Regions from separate parts of the Ovis aries genome. Here region 1 is linked to region 2. Evidence: chromatin contacts called from public Hi-C data. All regions are on one chromosome and are shown on one strand. Each heading gives the region's core, a stretch centred on a gene start, on an enhancer-like site or on the middle of the called end of the contact. The rest is flanking DNA. Distances are from core to core; before and after follow the strand shown.

The links. A called contact is a pair of places that touch in the nucleus more often than the background predicts.
Region 1: a contact with region 2 is called in a Hi-C map of skin fibroblasts, with 2.4 times the contacts expected there. The contact joins the enhancer-like site here to the promoter of MAP4K4 in region 2. A contact is called at or near these places in 2 of 16 Hi-C or Micro-C datasets (skin fibroblasts and tail adipose tissue).

Annotation. Positions count from the first base shown.
Region 1 is chr3:100,085,576-100,088,275 of ARS-UI_Ramb_v3.0, reverse strand. No RefSeq gene overlaps it. Among named protein-coding and RNA genes, the nearest start is that of TRNAE-UUC, 5.6 kb to the left of the region's middle. Within about 2 kb of position 1,400, at least 3 of the 54 cell types and tissues checked have an H3K27ac peak or open chromatin away from gene starts, as enhancers often do.
Region 2 is chr3:99,987,228-99,989,927 of ARS-UI_Ramb_v3.0, reverse strand. It overlaps MAP4K4 (mitogen-activated protein kinase kinase kinase kinase 4), which reads left to right and starts at 1,407. Exons shown (of 31, transcript XM_060412402.1): 1 at 1,407-1,736; 2 at 2,078-2,143. The coding sequence starts at 1,680. LOC132659419 (a long non-coding RNA gene) reads right to left here. Exons shown (of 2, transcript XR_009599868.1): 1 at 2,056-2,700; 2 at 637-917.

The DNA.
Region 1 (2,700 bases), core at 151-2,650, 98 kb before region 2:
AATGAAATGGTAAAAAAAATCTTCCCCAGGAGACATTTTCCCCAGTGTAGCCATCCTCAGCAGAGACAGGTAGATGGAGCTCTGATGTATTAGTTGATAGATGTTTATATATTTTAACATTCACGACTTCAAAATTTTCAGCATCCCTCAGTGGGTGATAGAAGGTGACCGCTTAATGGCTGGCATGGCTGTGTCCTTAAAAAATGACGAACAAGAATACTTGTTCAGAACTTCAGTGGTTCAGTGGTTAAGAATCCACCTGCCAGTGCAGGGACAGTTTGATCCCTGGTCCAGGAAGATAACACATGCTGCAGAGCGACTGGGCCCGCAAGCTGCAATTACTGAAGCCAGCCAGTCTGGAGCCTGCACTCTGCAACGAGAAGTCACAGCAGTGAGAAGGCCCTGCACAGCAACCAGAGAGTGGCCCAGCTTGCTGCAACTAGAGAAAGCCCACGTGCAGCAATGAAGACATAGTGCAGCAAAAAAAAAAAAAAAAGAACACGCTTGTTCAGTGGTTCAGTCCCTGGCCTTGCACTGTTTCATTAACTGTTCGTTGTATAGTTCATTAAGTATTACAGGCCACATTATAGAGTTGAGAAGGGGACCCACCAGGAGTCCCCAGCTAATAGCTAATAACTGGGCTCTGAAAGCACCTGGTGGAGCCCAGGGTCTGCGTCCTTCTTCACCGCCCTCTGTAGCTTTGTGACAACTCTTGAGAGTTAGAGGCCCGAGAGTGACGAAGCCAGGGAACAGTCGGGAGTTGTAACCTTGTTGTTGTTCAGTCGCTCAGTCGTGTCTGACTCTTGGAGACCCTTTGGACTGCAGCCCGCCAGGCTCCTCTGTCCATGGGATTTCCCAGGCAAGAATACTGGAGTGGGTTGCCATTTCCTCCTCCAGGGGATGTTCCTGACCCAGGGATGGAACTTATGTCTCCTGCACCTCCTGCATTGCAGGTGGATTCTTTACCTGCTGAGCCATCGAGGAAGCCCCCTTAGAGCTCCCTGCCCAAGGACCAAACCCACACCCTCCTGCATTGGAAGGTGAAATACTAACCACTGGGCCTCCAGGGAAGTCCCCCACTTTCTTCATTTTAAAGATGAGGAAACAGCTTTAGAGAAGTGATCCTTCCATAAATACCCCGAGGGTCCAGCTGAAGCACTTCCTCTGTCCTGAAGCCTTCCTTGCAGGGCTCACTAGTCCTTACTGCTGTCCTTTCTTTGAGTCCTTTTAGTGAGGTCAGTATGCAGTGTCCACGCTGAGCTGTTTCATTCTCGTGGGGAATGGAAACCAAAGCACCAGCTGGCGCCCAAATTGGGCAGTGACCTTTGCCCAGAGAAGACTTGTTCTCCTCTGTGTCCACCAAAGTGAAGATGGGAGGCGTCCTGTCCTGTTTCTGGGGTAACATCTCAAACCCAGGGCCTGTTGAGAGTGGACATGAGGAATTCTTTCTCCCTCTCTCCTTCCTTCCACCTCTCTTTCTCCAGCTCTTGGAAACCAGAGACAAATAGGACTCTGGATAAAACAAGCACTTCCCCAAATGGGGCCTCATCCCCCTGTGGCCTTGGATAGAGGGAACTTCTCTCTTCCCAGCCCTCTCCTCCTCACTTTGTCTCCGCCTTGAGAACGGGTAGATAAATACATCATGGGAAGCCCTACCCTAATGTCAGGATCCTGGGAACTAGAGACCACAGGAATCTGTTAAGTAAAATTCCATCAAGAGCAGGAATTTGGACCAAGTTGTCCAGCTATTTGTGGTTGGTTGGTGTTGCTAATGCCGCCTTATTCATCCCTTTCTTTCCTTTTCTTTGTATATTTCTCAACCTAAAGGCATGATGGGCAAGGGCGGAGATATTTAACTTTTAAAATAAAGAAGCTCATTTTCTATGCTCTGCTCCCCTTGCCAGGCTAGAAAAAGCCCTGCAGTGATTCTGTATAACACCGTAGACTTGATAAGAATGAGTCCATGCATGTATATGGCTCATTCACAATTTGTCCCATTTTCTGGGACAAAAGTGACTAAAGGACAGTGAGGCTGGTTCCACAGCCATGAGCTGCAAGGATAGCTTGCAGCTGACATTCTGCATCGTCATGGACTCCCTGACACACAGATTATAAACAAACTCTACTCCATCCTCCATCGGCGTAAGGCTCCTGGGTGGATCTTCAAGTCTTACAGCACCCATGGGTGGAGTGTGGGTGCCTCTTCCCCATTATCATATAAAGCTTCCTAGTAACTCAGTAGTAAAGAAGCTGCCTGCAATGCATGAGACATGGATTTGATCCCTGGGTCAGGAAGATCCCCTGGAGAAGGAAATGGCAACCCACTCCAGTATTCTTGCCTGGAGAATCCCATGGACAGAGGAGCCTGGTGGGCTGTAGTCCATGGGGTTGCAAAGAGTCGGACACGACCGAGCGACTAGACAATAGCAATAACAGTTCTAGATATAATGACAGTGATTTCAGTACATAAGCACTTCACTTCCTTCTCCATCTGCTGGAGTGAGACCACAAACATTTGAGTTGAATTAAGAGGTTGCTCAAAACCATGTCATTTCTCATGTGTATCAGCTTACTGCCAAGACCATCATAGGGTCAGTCGTCAGTTTTGCTCCTAGGTTCTGAGCAAGAAACTGGATTTCCTTTTTATCTTCTGGCTCCATGTTTGAAAAACAATTCCTGCTAACCTTCGGCTTCACCACT
Region 2 (2,700 bases), core at 158-2,657:
TGGGCTATGCCTTTAAAGACTAGGAAAATCCCTTCGATTCAATCGTTTGGCCACTGGATGTGAAGAGCTGACTCTTGGAAAAGACCCTGATGCTGGGAAAGATTGAGGGCAGGAGGAGAAGGGGACAACAGAGGATGAGATGGTTGGATGGCGTCCCTACTCAATGGACATGAGTTTGAGCAAACTCTGGGAGACAATGAAGGATAGGGAAGCCTGGCACGATGCAGTCCATGGGGGTCACAAAGAGTCTCTCAGACTTGACTGAACAACAACTTCTCTTTCAGCTTCCTCAGCCCTAAAATGAGGTTAGCATCACCCTAGGGCCATAGGAGGGCTTCAGTAGACACTGTGTGTAAACTAAGTACTGGTAAATAATGATGCTGGCGAAGCCCGATCGCAAAGGCCTTGGAGTTTCATCCTGTGAGCCCCAGTTCTCAAACTTCCCGTCGCAGCAACTCAGCATCGCCTGTACAGAGAATGAGGCCTCTCAGGCCTACCCCACACTTGGTGGATCAAACTCTGGAGGTGGGGTAGGCGATCAGCGCCTTTGCAGTCCCTTTCGGTGATTCTTGGACCCTGCGGTGAGGGAATACGGAGCCATTAGGGTGTTTGGCCAGCGGAGTGACAGTGATGCAATGACTGTTTGCAGACCATTTATTCACGTTAAACAGGATGAAACTGTCTAACTGCTGACTGGCTTCCAAAGTTGCCGGAAGAAGCCTGTCCATCGCTCCTCAGCGATCTCTAGGCACAGAACTTGGGGCAAGACTCCTGGTCCTCGCCTCGTCCACAGTGAGGAACTCGGGGCAAGGCAGTGAACGGAGCGGTTCGGATTCAGTTTCCGCCTAAAGTCTCGGGACGCGTCGGCCGAGTGATGCTCGGCGAATCCCCAACTACAACGAGGTCACCGGTTCAGCCTGGAAAAGAAGAGAAAGGACCCGAGAAGCCGCTAGGGAAACCGGAAACGAGGGTCTTCAGGGGCAGACTCGGCGGTGGGGGACGCGAAGGGAAGAAGGGGGGCGCGGGGGCCGGGCGGACCCTCCAGCTCCGGGATCCCGGCGGGGCGGGGCGGGGCGCGGCGGGGCGGGGCTCCGCGGGGGCGGGGGTCGGCCCGCCCCTCCGCCCGAGGCAGGGAGGTGGGGGGTCCGGGCTGGCTTCCCTTTGTCCCGGGTGCGCCCCCCTCCGGCCCCGCGCGCGGTCGCCGCCCGGGCCCCACCCCGCGCCCCCCGCCCTGCCGCCTCCGGGCGCGAGCGCGCTTCCGCCCGCTTTTCCTGCCAGAGGAGGAAAGGGGGAGCTGTTCGCTCTCCTCCGAGTGCGATTTCGGTGTCCCGTGTCTCCTCCTCCCGCGCCGCCACCGCCCCCGCCCCCCGCTCATCTTTGTCTGGCGGCCTCGCGCTCTGGGCTCCACACTCGGCGGCGCCGCGGCCCCTGCTCCGGGCCGCTAGTGCAGGCGCGCGCGGGGCGCGGGGCCGGGGCCTGAGGCGCGGGCGACGCCCGGGGGCCTGCCGGCCGCCCCGGCCATGGAGTGAGCGCCGCCGCCGCCGCCGCCCACCCGCGCTCGCCCCGCCCGCCGCCCCCGGCCTCGCCCGCGGGCCCGCGCCGCCCGCCGGGCCTCCGACGCCCAGAAACACGCCGGAGACCTACTGATCGTGGCCGATCCGCGGAGGCAGAAAGGGAAGATGGCGAACGACTCCCCTGCCAAAAGTCTGGTGGACATCGACCTGTCCTCCCTGCGGGTGAGTGGCGGCCCAGGAGCACCCGGGCGCGGGGCGCGGGGCGCGCGGGGACCCGGGGCCGCGCCCTGGCCGCCCGGGCGCCGCCGCGGGAAGAACCGCGGGTACGGCGGCCCCTTTGTCTGCCCGCGTCGACGGGTGCGGGGGCCCCCGGGGCGCGACCCTTCGCCGGCGCCGCCGCCGCCCGGGACCCCCGGCCCCCGGATCGCGGCCCTTGGGCTCCCGCGACCCCACCGCACGAAGCCCACCGCCGGGGTCGCCGCCCTTTCTCTCCGGCTGTCCTGCTGCTTTATTCATTGTTGTGCTGCTTTCCGACGCTCACCCCTCCCCTCCTTCTCCTCCAGGATCCGGCGGGGATTTTCGAGCTGGTAGAAGTGGTGGGAAATGGCACCTACGGACAAGTCTATAAGGTCGGTGCGGGCGCCTCCTTTGTTTCCCGGGGACGGGTTGAAACTTCTGGTCCGGGGGCGCCGGGGGATGGACACGCCGCCGCCCGGAGGCCACGCCGCGCGGCTGAAGTTGGGAGAGGGGGCTTGCCTCGTCGTCCCGCTGTTTTTTAGCAGAGTTTATATTCACACTGGCCTGAAAAGACCTCATTTCCTGGCTCTCAGATAAGGAAATAACGCTCCACTCTCAGGCATGCACTTCCATAAAATGGAAAAGCGTTTTTTTTTTTTTTCCATCAGGCAGCCTACATGCCCCCCCCCCCCCCCCCCACCCCCGTTTTTCCCAGATCTGGCCTTCGGAGTTAGTGTGTTCATTAAAATTCAGAATAGGCAGGCCTCGCCTGTGATTATCCCAAAGCACTGCCTTGGCCTTGAGAATTGTCTTCGTGTTGCCTTGTTTGAATGTTCGCCGGGAGCCCAGGGAGCGGAGTTTGCTGATACCTGGTTCTGCTTTATCACCAGCATACGTTCTACCGATGGGCGCATATTTTGGGGAACAGGGGAGGGCTGTGTGTTTGGGT